Linked DNA regions of Mus musculus: region 1 is linked to region 2. The links are chromatin contacts, called in public HiChIP or PLAC-seq maps. All regions are on one chromosome and are shown on one strand. The core of a region is the stretch at or near the end of the contact, and the rest is flanking DNA. Distances in the headings are between cores, read along the strand shown.

Evidence for each region. HiChIP or PLAC-seq counts read pairs in DNA pulled down with a chosen protein or histone mark.
Region 1: a contact with region 2 is called in an H3K27ac HiChIP or PLAC-seq map of microglia, with 5 times the contacts expected there. The contact joins two enhancer-like sites. A contact is called at or near these places in 2 of 115 datasets of contacts at active chromatin or transcription factors (bone marrow-derived dendritic cells and microglia) and 2 of 9 other capture datasets (adipose tissue and liver).

Annotation. Positions count from the first base shown.
Region 1 is chr16:36,936,787-36,944,413 of GRCm38.p6, reverse strand. It overlaps Hcls1 (hematopoietic cell specific Lyn substrate 1), which reads right to left. Exons shown (of 14, transcript NM_008225.2): 2 at 7,044-7,127; 3 at 6,508-6,581. The coding sequence starts at 7,127. Among named protein-coding and RNA genes, the nearest start is that of Hcls1, 5.6 kb to the right of the region's middle. Within about 2 kb of position 3,068, at least 113 of the 459 cell types and tissues checked have an H3K27ac peak or open chromatin away from gene starts, as enhancers often do. A contact at or near this core is called in bone marrow-derived dendritic cells and microglia, where this site is marked.
Region 2 is chr16:36,629,162-36,636,209 of GRCm38.p6, reverse strand. The region is part of intron 1 of Cd86 (CD86 antigen); the gene reads left to right. Among named protein-coding and RNA genes, the nearest start is that of Cd86, 33 kb to the left of the region's middle. Within about 2 kb of position 3,814, at least 31 of the 459 cell types and tissues checked have an H3K27ac peak or open chromatin away from gene starts, as enhancers often do. A contact at or near this core is called in bone marrow-derived dendritic cells and microglia, where this site is marked.

The DNA.
Region 1 (7,627 bases), core at 1,819-4,318, 310 kb before region 2:
TGTGAAACAGGAGCAATAAAGGCATAAAGCGGAGCAGTTCTGACAATAAAAACTTTATTCACCAACAATATGGTCATATGTTTAGAAAATCCTACATTATCCACAAAGAAGCTACTGGAACCACTAAGCTTTCAGGATACAGAGTCGCCATTATCAAAGTCGATTGCATTTCTATCTGCCAGCTGCAGACATTTGAAGACCAGAAATTAAAAGTAAATCATAGTCATAACATAACATGAAATGCTTTAGGACAAATTTAATGAAATATGATTTAAGACTTGAACACTGAATAATACTTCTGAAAAACTAACTCAAAGATGATCTAAATAAGTAGAGGAATGCCACGGGTTCATAGATTGGAGAACTCAATACTACCAACATGTTTCCTATCCCTCTAAATGGTCTAACAACTCCAGTGGACCCCCAGTCAAACTCTCAAGAGGCATTTTTTTTTCCCGAGAAGCTGACTAGCTAATTCTAAATGTATGAAATTATAGAATCCTGGGATAGTAGGAAAAGCTTTTGAAGGAACACGCAGTTGGAGGCCTATTCCATTTCAATGACTTAGCACACAGCTATAATAACAGCACTGTGGTAGTGTGCTGTCAGGGCAAACATTGCTTAAGGAAGCAGAACAGAGTCCAAAAGTCAACCATACAGAAGGTCAAAGAAATCTGCTAAGTCAGTGGGAAAAAGAGTTTGGATTGTGTTTGGAAATTGGATATCCATAGAGAAGAAGAGCCTTAACTCAATTGCATGCCGCACATAAATATTAAAAAAATAAAATTTTAAATTGAGCCAAATGTTTGAGATAATCTTTACAACTCTGAGGTAAATTTTTTCTCTTAGACAAACAAAAAACAAATAAACCAAAAAACCCACTAATGATAAAATAATCTTTTTATATAAATCAGACTTCATCAGAATTCAAATCTTGTGCCATTCAAACAATACCACCAGAAAATTAAAAGAGCAATCATTCCTCTTGGAAGAATATTTATAAAATACTCATTTTACATAAGATCTGTTTCTAAACTATACAGGGAACTCAATAAAAGTACATTAAGTACATTAAAACTGAGTAAATATATGAACAGACATTTCAGAAAGAAGATAGGTGAAGAGACATGAAAATGAAGCACATGAAAAATGCTTAATAGGTTTACTCACCCAAGAAACACAAATTAACATCTCTGCATACCCACAGAGTGGCCAACATTCAAAATACCAACAATAACAAGTGCTGACAAGGACACGGAACAAGTGCAACACATACATTTCTGGTAGAAATGATCTATGACAAATTTCTTTTTGGAAAATAGATTGGTAGTTTCTAAAAAGGTAAACACTCACTGACTGTATGAATAAGCAATTAGATCTTTAAGTATACCTTGGAAAATATAAAAATATATGTCAAAGGAGAGAGATGTGCTCAAACACTCAGAATATATTTGGAATAGCATCAGATCAATGAACAAATCAAATGGTACCATAGCTACACAATAGATACTGTTTGACAGTAACGGGAAATAAAAGACCAATATATACAACTCTCTAACCAGAGTTCAAAAACATGCTGAATAAAAGAAAACCAACACAAAAGAGATGAACAGTCTTTGTTATTTATTTACTGAAACTTTAGAGAGACCCTAGTACCTATGCCACATGGATGGAAAATAAGTCAGTGCTTGTATATTCAGCAAGGGGCACTGACTACAGACACACACAGGACTGCTAGTGTGCCTGAAATCTTCTCTGTCCTCACCGTATTGGTGGTTCCTTGTAGTGTTATCAAAATTCACTGGTTTATAATTATTACACATTAACAGCACTGAGTTTTTAAAATAAGCTGTATTAAGGGAATGATGGCTTTTACGTACTCCTAAAGAGGTCCATGCCTATGCAGTGAGTATGGCATCTTGTTAAAGCCGGACTAAATATACTCAGCGGCTTTAAAGAGGAGAGCAATCCTAGGGAAAGGGGGCAGTTGATCACGGGAATTCAGATTGCCTTTCAAAAGAGAATTGTGGACATGACAAATTATGTTTATTAAAAACAATATGACATAGTGGCTAAGTACTTAGCCCTTAGATTCAGATTGAGCTGAATTCAAATTATTATCTGTCTATTTTATGTCTATAGCCTTAGACAAATTGTTAAAATCAAGAATGAATACCTTACTTTTCTGTGCTAGCAGAATGACATCATCATCTATAATAGACATGCATGACTGCATGACAAGCCACAACTCAATAATGAGACCTTTTGTTCTCATGGCATAGCCGCGGCTCTTCACGGCGAGGTAAGGAGAGTCAGGACTATTATCTCCAGTCATATGGATAAACAACAGCAGAGTGGTGAAACTATTCCCTTTACTGCCCTGGTGCTGGCATAGCAGAGCTGGCACCAGTCCCTGGTCCTCTGCAGTTCTTTATTTGCACTTTGTGTAAAGTTGTAGGGCATAATATTGGCTAAGCCCCTGAGGCAGCTACAGCTATTTCTCACTGAAACCTAATCTTAAGACTTCAGGACGCACCAAAGGCCTTGTCCAATGTAATGCTCACAGCACAGTCAGGGAGCTGACCTGCTTCTTTTCCTCAATGAAATCAGATAAAAATCAAAAGTCTGACTTTAGAAACGTGAATACCAGTCTTACATGGTGATCTTGTATCTGTTGATTACAAGATAAAAATTGTGCTTGTATTTTCTTCGTCATTGTTTTTCAATCAGTTATATTTTATTACACAAATGTATCAATCTATAATACATTTGATAATAGGAAAACAGCAGATAAAAGCATTTGTCCTCTCCCACAGAGAGTTTAAGGATTACTGTTTGAGGGTAGTAAGGATCTCTTCCTCTTCCAGGCATAGACAAACACAGAGAGGAGAGAGGGTAATAGCCTTGATAGTGGGGTCATTTCTCTATACACTGATAAGAGACGGGTAGAATTGCTTAAGCTAGTCTCTGAATTAGAAAGCCGTCCCCAGACTAAATTTATTCAAGGCTGACCTAAAAAGAAACACAGTGGTGAGGGGGGCGGGTCTCACGCCTACCAAGAAGCACAGTCACTTCCTTTTCCTGTTTTGAGTCAGCTCAGTCTGGCAAGAACTCTCCTCTCCAATTTCCCCTCCACTCCCAGGGTCTTGGTGATTTCCACTTGGCCATCAAGGGTGGCTTAGTGGGACCATCCAAAGGATATTACAGACTTTATGCTGAAATGCCCCCGAGGACTGTTTGATCTAGATGGGAAAACTGAAGATCAGAGAGCAGAAAAGATTTGTCCAAGGTCACTTAGCCCATTCCCAGCAGGGTCCCAGCTTTTGCGTGTAGAAGGCTTTAACAAATAGGAATGGAACAAGCTTTTGTGAAACCATCTCCAACATTTACTATAGTGGATATAGATCTGGTTAGGTTAACAAGGAGATATGCAGAGTCACCACCGTGTGAAAATGACGTGGTATGCAATACAGCCATTTGATTAAAAGCTATTTAGGAAGTAGGAAGGTATTAGCTGCTGCACACTTGTGTTAGGTTTTGGGGATAGAAATCAGATAAAGCTCATCTACATTAACAGCGTATAGATAGAACCAAAGTGCTAAGTAGTACTAAGAGGGCCAGCAGACAGTCAGTCACATATACTATTCAATCCAGAGTAGCTGTCATTATCCCCATGAGTTAATAAAATGGGCCACTAAGACATTAGCTGTGACTGAGTTCACACCACTAATGATGACAGAGCTGGGAACGAAATCAAAATCTTCAGAACGCAAGCTCTTCCTACCGGCTCACAGCAGGGTTTTAGAAGTAGTCCTTAAAATGTCCTACTCCTAGCTGACACACAAGATGCAGGCACATGGGAGGGAAAGCAGCATGGGAGTGCTCTCTCAGGTCAGCACTTCCCAGAACACCAGAGAGTGGGGGCTTCACTCAGAGGAGAAAAGAGCTTTGACCTTCTTCATCTGTGAGCGCTCAGGGAGCTTCTGGGAAACTCCTTGTTTCTGCTTTTTCTTTGTCACTCTACATGCTTTCCAGTATTGCTTGATTCGTTTAAGAGTAACACTCACTTGGGACTGGTGAGATGGCTGAGGGGTTAAAAGCACTGGCTGCCCTTCCAGAGGACCTGGGTTTGATCCCCGGCACCCACATGACAGCTTACAACAATCTGTAACTCCAGCTCCAGAGCATCTGTACCATGGGCAACTTAGCCACGCGTGGTACATAAACACGTATACTGAAAAAAGACCCATACATATAAAAATAAATAAATGAAATAAAAAGTATTCAGTATAGCTACTTACATTAAACCATTTAGGTCTCTACCGTATTCAGAGACATTCCAGATCTACACAAGTTTGTGCCAAGTCTGTGGCTGGTGCAATGTGGTCACCACTGACACTTCTTAAAATCTAGGGGGAAATTAGTCTAAAATATTGTCATGTGTGGAAGGAGGAGTTGGGAATGGAGTGGAAAATCGACTTAATCTTGCCAAGTTTAGAAGTGCCGATTCATGATTTTCCAACTTTCACCCATATTATGTCATTCCCTGTATTTGCCTTGATCCTAAAAAATATGGCAGCCTGGGGCTACCCAGAACCAACAGTCCTGGTTAGATGATCCTGACTAGCCTATGGACGAGCAGTATGAATCTCTCAGTCACCAAGTATGGAATATTGATTCCATAGAAAATCCTAGATATGCCCATATTGGCTTCTTTCTTTTGGAAACAGTTGCATGTATTGTGGTGATGTAATATTCTAAAAACATCCCCTAAATCCTAAGATTTTGAATGTTTTGCCTGATCTCATAACCAAAGTTGACACTACTTAACACTTAGCATGTTAAACCTGCTTCAAGAGAACAATGTAACAACGGGACTTAGCCTGTTAAACCTGCTTCAAGAGAACAATGTAACAACAGGACTTACTTGCCATGTGGTCAGTTCTTACCACCAAAGGTAATGCACAGCTACAACCTTAAGTTACATTCTCTTCCACGTCCCCAACACAGACTAATGCATGTACATCATTTGTTAAAAACATCAAATGCAGAAGTTGAAAGCAACTTCCTAAATCCCACCAGAGAGGTTGAAAGCAACCATTTATGGATACTGGTTGATCAACAATGACATTTGTTATCTGGGTCAATTGGAGCCAGTGACTTTATTGCTGATAGTTCTGCTAAGCATCCATCATTCTTTCTCCTGTATGATACTTTCTATGCTTTTCCATAAAGACAGAGCAGAGCTTTTTGTAGGGAGGTACAGATACACACAGTTACACAGCTGTCACACACAGACAGACACACAGTGACATGGGGACAAACAGATTCACAATCCAGTCTTCAATCAGTCTAACAGATTCAGACACATGCAGAAGACAGACAGAGGAAGAAAGACACAGAGAGTGTGAAGTATCTAGACTGTCTCTTGCTTAGAGTGCTTTTATTTCTTTCCTTAACAAAGCACTAATGCATTCTTGGCAACTCAGAGTATCTTTAACACATTATAATTCATGCAATGTAACCCAGGCTTGCCTTGGTATTGAACTTCTGAGCCTTCAGCATCCATTACTTTCCCACAGCCACCTCCCTCCACCATGCAGTGCTAGGAAACCCCCACAACTAACTTATTTGGTGCTGGGAACAAACAGGACTTCATGCAGACTAGGTAAAATTTTACAACCTGGGCTACACTGACATAATAATTTCAGAAAAAAAAAGAGAAAGTTCTCTTGAAGATTAAACATCATTTCTAAAATGGTTTTAGTCATCAGCTTCTCCAAATGTCATATTTATTTACATTAATATTAATGGTTCCCAATTTCTATCAAATAGTAGTCAAATGCAAAACTGTGTCTCAAGTCTCTGTACCAGTATGAGAGCTGATATTGTCCTCAACACACCATTTATGCAGGAGTTCCTTTCCTGGACATTTTACTGATGCCTTCCTTTTTTGAGACAGTCTCCTGGCTGGCCTGGAATTTACGATGTAGACCAGACTGCTTTGAAGTCACAGAGACTTGCTTGCTTCAGCCTCCTGAGTGCTGGAATTAAAGGTGTGTATGACCACACCCAGAATTGATGTCTTCTTAGCCCATTGGCAGTCACCCTACACATGTTCTACACTTCTGTAAAAGTTTAGATGAAATGGCATTTGATACATAATTTATAGGGTAGAGATGGGTGATAGCTAGATATATGACAGATAGCCTTATAGAACTTCAGCATTTATGCCCAATTCTCTGCTACCTAATGTCTTATTAAAGGGAGATAGTTGATACTGCCCTGCCCCCCCAAAGTGACAGAGCTGTTATATATAAAAGATACATAATAATATGTGGGTGATGAGAGAGATAAAGTGAAAACACATGGAGCCATAGGAATACTAGGTACACAGAGATTCTAGAAAAAAATAAATAAATGCAAAGATTCGCAGCCATGGCTGTTTCCTTTCTGCACCCCTGAGCCCCAGCCTGCAGGGTTTCCATCAGGGTCTTTGGCACCTACTTGATGTGCTCTGTGCGTCCAGAGCCCTCAATGGTCTTGGCTCCCCACCGTTGCTCCTTCTCGGAGATGTCATTCTACAAGAGACAACAGGCAACAGTGTCAGCGAGAAATGTGCTCTGTTGCAGGGAGCCTCCCAATTGACATGCACATGCTCCGCCTTATGCCCTCTGTATTAGAAGCTTCTTGTCTTTACTTTCACTCATGGCTGCATTTATCTCAAAGCCACATGAAAATTAAAATTAAACCAGTGATCCTAGACATGTCCTTGCTTACTCTGAATCACCCATCCTTTCTTCTTTTGACACACACACACAGTCCTCCAATGGCACTATCAAACGACCCACACCTATCCCCTTCTATGCTCAACATCAGCTAACACACATTCCTACTAATAAAATCTATTCGTTTTGCCAATCCAACCCACCACAAAGACTGTCTTAATCTCAGATAGATCTCTCTAAGCCCAGCCAAAACTCAGAGTGGCTGAGGTGCTCCTGACCACTTCACTGTCCAAGCAAAGCTACTTCCATACTCACCACAAAGTCAGGGTCTGTATCCCAGTCATCACCCTGGGTCTCCACGGAAACCGATACATCATGCCCCACTACAGACTTCCACATCTGAGGGTACCAAATGATGGAAATAATTAGGAGTGAAAAAGAGAATTGAGAGGAAGGTTGGTAAGGATGCTAAAGTTGACTACGTGAGCAATGGAATGTTTCCTTCTGCTCTTTCTCATCTCATTTATCTTAAGATAAATCAGTAGCCCACCCATATATGGAAAAAATTTAGTATAGGTGTAGGTAACACAAGACAACCTCTGTCAAAGTGTTGGGATTGTTCATTATGTCCACAGCTTGTAGGGGTGACCCGTGGTCATACAACACCTACCACAGGACTGCTGTGGCACCTCACTCAGATTTCTCCAGGGCTTCCTTTTTTAGCTGTCAGGACATAAATGAGTCCAGTGTCCCTCCTGTCTATAATCTGCCTAGCTACATTGAAAATGCTCCCTGTCTGTGGAAGACTGCCCCACATTTACTGTAGGACTGACTGGTCACTCACAGCACAGCTGTAGGTCACCAGTGGGACAGACTAGTTGAACTACTCACACTAGCTG
Region 2 (7,048 bases), core at 2,565-5,064:
GGGTTCAGAATTTGGCCTCAGGGGGATTCTCCCATTCTCTGTGGTAACAAGGGCCTGATTTGACTGCCATGAGTGGATGGCATTTGTCTGGTAGCTTAGCAGATGCTGGTAGCTTAGCAGGCTACGCTGAGCTAGGACTTTTGACCTAAACTTACACATGGGAGCTCTGGCACTGTGATGGCAGGACAGAGGAATATCTTACACGGTGGGCTCAATCCTTAGAAAAATACATTTTTAGAAGGTCATGTAGGGTGGGAAGGCTTTTTGTGTCTCAGAAGTTTCAGAACATTTTTAATGCTTCATCCTAAGTTAGTTAAGGGCCAACCTTGGAGTCAGGAGAAGTGATTAGACTCCACCTCTTTGTGGGAGGGTATCAGGACACAGGTGGCAATACTGAAGCTGCCACTTTATCCTTCAAATAGCACTTTAGACGAGTCACATGAAAACTTTCTTCAGCACCACGCAGACCTCTTGGTAGCACTCTTCATTGTAAAAATTTTATATTTGTTTATGTTTAATTGACAGTTATTTTGCTCCTTGGCCAAACTAAGCAGCTGTACTAAGCAAAGCCATCTCTGACTTTGCTCATCTCTCTGTCCCCAGCACTGAGCAGAGTGTCTGGCTCAATGAATGTCTGTTGAAGCGTGAATGAACACAGCACCACCCGAACCTTGACGGCAGTGATTGCGCACTGTTCTCAAGCGCGTCATTGTGCCGGAGCCTTGTTAACAGTCGAAAGCACAGGATCCCAAGCGATGCCTATCCTTCACAGTTCAGAAACTTCAGATGAAAGGAAACAGCCCCACCCTTTTCCTCTCAGCGTCTCAACGATAACACTAGCTGCTGTTAGCATGCGCCTTTAGCTTTTGGGACTCTGTGAAGAACCCCAGTACTTTATGGCGCAGTAGAGGCCAACAGAGGCTCCAGCAAGGAGTGTTCTTGGGATCTATGTCCCTCTGCCAGCAGATGGATCCACCCACAGTAGGCTTGTTGAGCCGTAAGTATGTACAGACATAGAGGAGCGACCAGGCCCTAGTGCGCTTGCGCGACCGGATTGGGTCCTTCCTCTAGTGGCCATGCCATCTGCTGATTTGCTCCTAGCAAGAACACCGTACACCTCGGGAGGAGCTAAGTGCTGCGGCTCTCCACGGTGTTTTCCAGCTTGACTTATTCCTGGACACCCTGCCTTTCTTTTTAGTGCTATTTGAAGGATCCAGGCCTATGTATCTTTACATCTCCCTAGACCTCTAGAAGAACTTTAATGCTGAAAATACTCAGTAAATATTTGCCTTTAAGACAGTGAATGAGCAACCTAGCTGAGACAATGCTCCTCTTAGTAGCATTTTCCTACTACCTGGTTACCGCTAAGTTCAGGGCAAAGTCTTTTCCATTGATGGCCTCCTGATTGCTCCCAGGGAACCATTCTCCCACTTTCTCTTTCAGAACAGCGTGGTCCTTTGTGCCACCTCATCTCCCCTCTTCTGCCTCAGCTAGATCCCAGTGCCTACGCTAAAGCCTGTTGCCTGTGAGGTGTGGAACAGGGTAGTGTTCTACCTGGCACATAGTAGGTGCTCAAGCAGCATCTGTGGAATGATTTGCCTACTAGAACAAAACCTCCCATGATGCAAATGGAGGCTTTGACCCCATTCTACCCCACCTCAGGGTCTCCCAAGGGTCCTGTAATGATTTTAGGGTATGTTCTGGTAGTGCCCTGTCTCCTCTTATCCTGCCAGTGGGCAGATTTGGAATCTCTTTGCTTGCTGCCCATGCACTACTGAATCTGGTTGGCATTGTGTTAAAGAAAAATCAGTAAAGTTGGATCAGTTTGAATCTCAGTTCTGCTATTACCAGTTTCATGGCCTTGAACATATCTTCACCCTTTGAAACTGGTTCTTCATCTGTATTATGGGGGTTAACAATCTCACCCAGACATCAGAAACCAGGGTGCTTGGTCATTCACCCCACCACTCTTACTTGTGTAAGAGTGTATATAAAGTCAGCGAAGATGGTATTACCGGGCACTTTGCTTTCTAGACTGTAACTCCTCCCCCCCATCCCCCTCCCCCTCCTCCTCCTCTTCGTTTTTGGATGCTGAAGACAAACATCTTTATTAAAGATACTACCAAAATTTTGGCAAACAACTCTTCTTGTGTGAACAGTCTTCCTTTTTAGGCTTTTCGCTAGCTCACCCACCCCTCAGACCCGATTCTGCTTCTAGTGACAGAAATCTGTCAGAGAATCCCCCCATAAATTCTTAGGTTCTTTCCTCTCCCATTGCGTCTGCTGAACACCCGCTCTGATAGTAAGAATTTCCATTTCTTGGGCCATCTGGTAAAAGCCTTGCTGGTGTTTGGAGTTTGGGGGACGGTTCATTCCTGGGGAAGTGACAGCTCTGTTCTGAGCCAACAAGAGTGGAGAAGCTAGCTTCCTCACACACACACACACACACACACACACACACACACACACACACAATTTCTAAAGGAAGGTTGTGTCCGTGTTTTAGGAACGGGCAATGGAGTGTCTGCCAGGCTGGTATGCAGTCTCCTTGTGAGCATTCGTGATGCTCCTCTAGGGAACTGGGACTGTCTGGCAAGGCCAAAGTGTGAGGTGTAGAACTTTGCCATCCTCAAGCTCCTAAATGGCTTTTGCTGAAGCCTGGCTTACTGTGGGTAGTTTCAGGGATCATGCATTTGAGACAAACCTGAGCTATAGAGCAAGACCCTCTCTCAAATCCTTACCCTGCAAACACACACACACACACACACACACACACACACACACACACACACGCACACACAAACAAAAAACAAACAAACAAAACAAAGCAAAATACTCACAAAGCTGGTATCAGTCAACTCAGAAGTAGTGAAGGAGGCTGATGTTTCTAATCAGGGAAAGACAAGTTTCCAAACAGAGAAGTTTGCAACAGTATGGACTTCCTGGGCAGGGCCAGAGTTTGCCCCACCCAGTGAGTTTCAGGGACTATTTGTTCGAGATTTTGGAAGGCTATTATGCAGGGGCTCTCAACCTTCCTAATGCTGAGACCCCTTAATACAAGCTGTGGTGACCCCCAACCATACAATTGTTTTCATTGCTGTTTCATAACTGTAATGTTGGCACTGCAATGAATCGTAAGTAAACATCTGATATTTCTGATGCTCTTCAGCAGCCCTGTGAAAGGGTCATTAGTCCCACAAAGGGGTCACAACCCACAGATTGAGAACGCTGCCGTAATGGTTCCATGTGATTACCTGAGTTAAACTAATCAATTAAGTTTATAGCATAGGGTCATTTGATTTGGAGACCTCGTGTGTTTGACATGTCAGGTGGGGAAAAGTTCTCTGATTAGATCCAGTGTGTTGACTTTTCAGGTATTATACAGACTCCTATATTTAGGGAGGAATTCAGACCTAACAAGGCCCCAGCCTTCAGATCCATGATAAATAGGATACTGTGAGTGACTTACTGTGACAAAATAGGCAAGGGTCCCCAGGCTCTGCCCACGTGCCATGTCTGCTATAGCTCAACTGACAATGCTAAACCCTAACATCCATTACAGTTACTGGGAGAGAGGGAGAAAGCTACTGGGAGCTAGACATTTGGTTCTCACACCAAACATCTAATATTTTGGCAGCTGAACTTACTTGTAACATTATCACAAACTGCTAAATTTCTATATGGGAAAAAAAAAAAGAGCTTCTACAGTTTAACAAGAGAAAGTCAGACTCAAGACAGGATGCGGGGAGGTGGGGCGGAGAGGGCTGTGTGACGAATACGTGGCGTAAGAATACAAACGTATTAATCATGTGGCAGGATACTCAGATTCATAAGAGAAATTTGTTTTGAAATAACAGTGGAAACCACCTACCAGATGTGGCTTAGACTTTGAAAAGCAAATCAGAAAAAAAAAAAATGTCGCCCAGGATATGGAGAAATCCGTTATTGGTTGCCTTTGATGGGAATGTGAAGTTCTGGTGGACAGTGGTTCCTCAGAGGGTTTAAAATAGAATCTCCATATGACCTACTCTTCCACTTCTTGGTTTGTATCTAAAAGAAGTGAAAGCAGAAAACTGGGGAGAAATTCGTACACCTCATGTTCACAGCAGCAGTCTTCACGGCACTAAAAAGATGTACATAATTCAAGCAGCCCTCTGCAGATGGGCACAGACGCTGAACCCGGTGTGAGCATCTTCAGAAGAGCAGGGATCCCAGCAGGTCCTACAATGAGGATGGGCCCCTAAGGCAGCGCTAAGTGAAGCAAACCCACCACAGAAAGCTAAATACTGTAAGATTCCACTTCCATCTAAAGAACTCAGGTCCATGGAGACAGAAGGTGGTTTCTGAGACCGGGGTGGGGAGTGGGGGGCAGGAAGGAAAAATGAGGAACGATCGCTGTTGACTGAGTCCAGAGTTTCCATCTTGCAATGTGAGAAGACTTGGGGATACTGTGATGTTGATGGTTGCACAATGCAAATCTTTCATGTGCTGCTGCATGTTTGGAAATGATCAGTCTAGTAAACATTGTATGTATTTTACCATATTTAAAAAAACTACGATGAGAGGGTTGAGGAATTCAGTCAGTGGGGCACTTGCCTGGCTAGCGCAAGGCCCTGGGCTCAATTCCAAGCACTGTCAAAAATGTATAATGAAGCGTCATTTTAATCTTTAAATGGTACAGATCAAAAATTCACAAATTTGAAAACATTCCCCCCCCAAAACATGTGAAAGTAAGTAGTCTCCTGTCGGTGGAAGTTTTAACGTATAATTGTGGAGGAAAATCTTTCTGTATCTGTGAAAACTAAAATTCCATTACTCGTCAGCTCTTGGTCAAGAGATTCTCCTTCTGAGAAGTGGCCAGCTCCTGCAGGTATGAGGCAGAATATAATTTGGGTTTTTCTTTACAACAGAAAATTAGGAGCAACTAATCAGGCTATTTGCATCAAGTAGATTACAGCAGAATAGTATGCAACTGCTAATATGATAGTGCTAATTATTATGGATATAAAATAATCCCTAAGCTGGTAGCATCTATGTAAAAGTATGTATTGAATGCTTCTATTTGTGTTTTAAAATCAAACGCTAATACATGTGGATCTGAGTTATTACTTTGTTGTATTTTGTCTAAAATAAGTGAAGGCAAGAAACTGAAATAGGTAACTGGTCATTCCAGGCACACTTTGGAAGAAAGTTAGATGGCCAGGGACCAGAGTCCATAGGGATCCTGGCTTTCAACTATTTGTCACTCTGATAGCTAATAATGGCTGCCAACTTGAATCACCAATCTAGAATTCTGGGATGTTGTAAGTGACTGGGTTATTTCAAGCCATCTTCAATGCAGCCTGCATCATTGCGTGGGTTGGGGTCTCAGGCTGAATAAAAATGGGAAGGCAAGATGAGTACCAGCATCTTCCTCTGCTTTCTGAACTGAGGGTACAATGAGGCTGGGTGCCTCCCACCCCTGCCCCCACCCCATGATGTCCCTGAAATTATGGGCTGCACCCAAACCTGTAAGCCAAAACAAGCCTTCCCTCCCTTCCTTATGTTGTTTTATCAGATATTTTGTTGCAACAACAGAAGAATTAACTGATACCTCACCATTACTTTAAACAATCAAACAATCAAACAAACAAACAAACAAAAAACCAAGGTCTTACTATGTACCCTTGTTGGCTTAAAGCTCACTAGCCTGGCCTAGGATTCACTGAGATAGATGAACATTTACCTCTGCCTCCCAAGTGCTGGGATTAAAATGCATCTGCTACCATGTCCAAGACTCAGCTTTACTTTAGCATTTTCATGTTATGTTCAGATATAATCTCTAAAAATTCTTAATTAAAAAAAATTACCGTCTCGAAGGATTAAAGCACACACACAAATACACACACACACACACACACACACACACACACACACACTGTTTTAGCCCACTGCCCTGTGCCAAGCACTATAAGAAAAGAAGGAAGTATACAGACACGACCTGAAGGATGGAGAATGGCTGTAGACAGTCCACCCTCCAAGGGAGAAATTTCTGCTATTGAATGAATAATACTTGTGTGTCTTCCCAAAGCACCACTTTCCTTTTATATACAAAGCTGAGTAGTAATCCACCTGCTAGGTTTCCCCTTTTATATTAGCCATTAAAACGCTGCAAGCCAAATTTGAGTGTCACCTAATACTAGGTGGTTCATTCCTAGGGTAAGCAGTTAGCGTCGGCCTTGTATTGGGATCTGCTCCAAACTTTGGTAATCGATTTGTTTCCCCACCAGTCTAATGTTGGTCTTTATCCTGTGCTTCTAGTAAGCTCTAACATCTTTTTGGTCTATATCGAGCGGTTGAGTCGAGAAGCAGAGAGAAAGCGAGAGGAAGAAGAAACTAGACATTATAAAGTCTTGCCTGACGTTTTTTCTTTAGCATGCCTTACAGATGAAGTGAGTATGTCAGGTAGTTAGACATAGGCTTCATTTCAACTTATGGCCAGATGCTCTGTGCACGAGGCCCAGGAAAGTGTTTGGCACGCTCTCCCGGTGACTTTCCATGCACGCGAAACTTTGAAAACCACGGGAAAATCAAAGGAAGTTCGATTTTACTCAAGGGTCTCGGTATTCTCTCATATTCCCTGCATTGGTTGAGACAAAAGTAATGCCTTGCTCTACCATAGAATGTCCCACAGCTTTGTCATCTAACATCAAGTACTTCTGGCTAATGTCACAGTCTCGATCAGCATGGGAAGGGTGTGGAGGGGTGGAGAACGCTGTTTTATACTACTTCAGTCTGGAAACTTAAGTCTCTGCCTTTATGAGACGTGGGCATCGTATTAGCCCTTGCACTTTTTCTTGAGATTTCCTGAGTCTGGGAAGGAAAAGGAGAGAGGAGTGGGGAGGGAGAAGAGGGAAGGGAGGAGGAAGGAGGTAGGGGGAGAGAGGAAGGAAGAGGGAGGAGGAAGGAGACCGCTGTTACCATGTTTAGAAGCAGCAGACATATTTTCTGCCCCCAGTATCATGGCCTGCCTCACTGCAAAGGAGGCTGGGAAATATGGCCTGTGTAT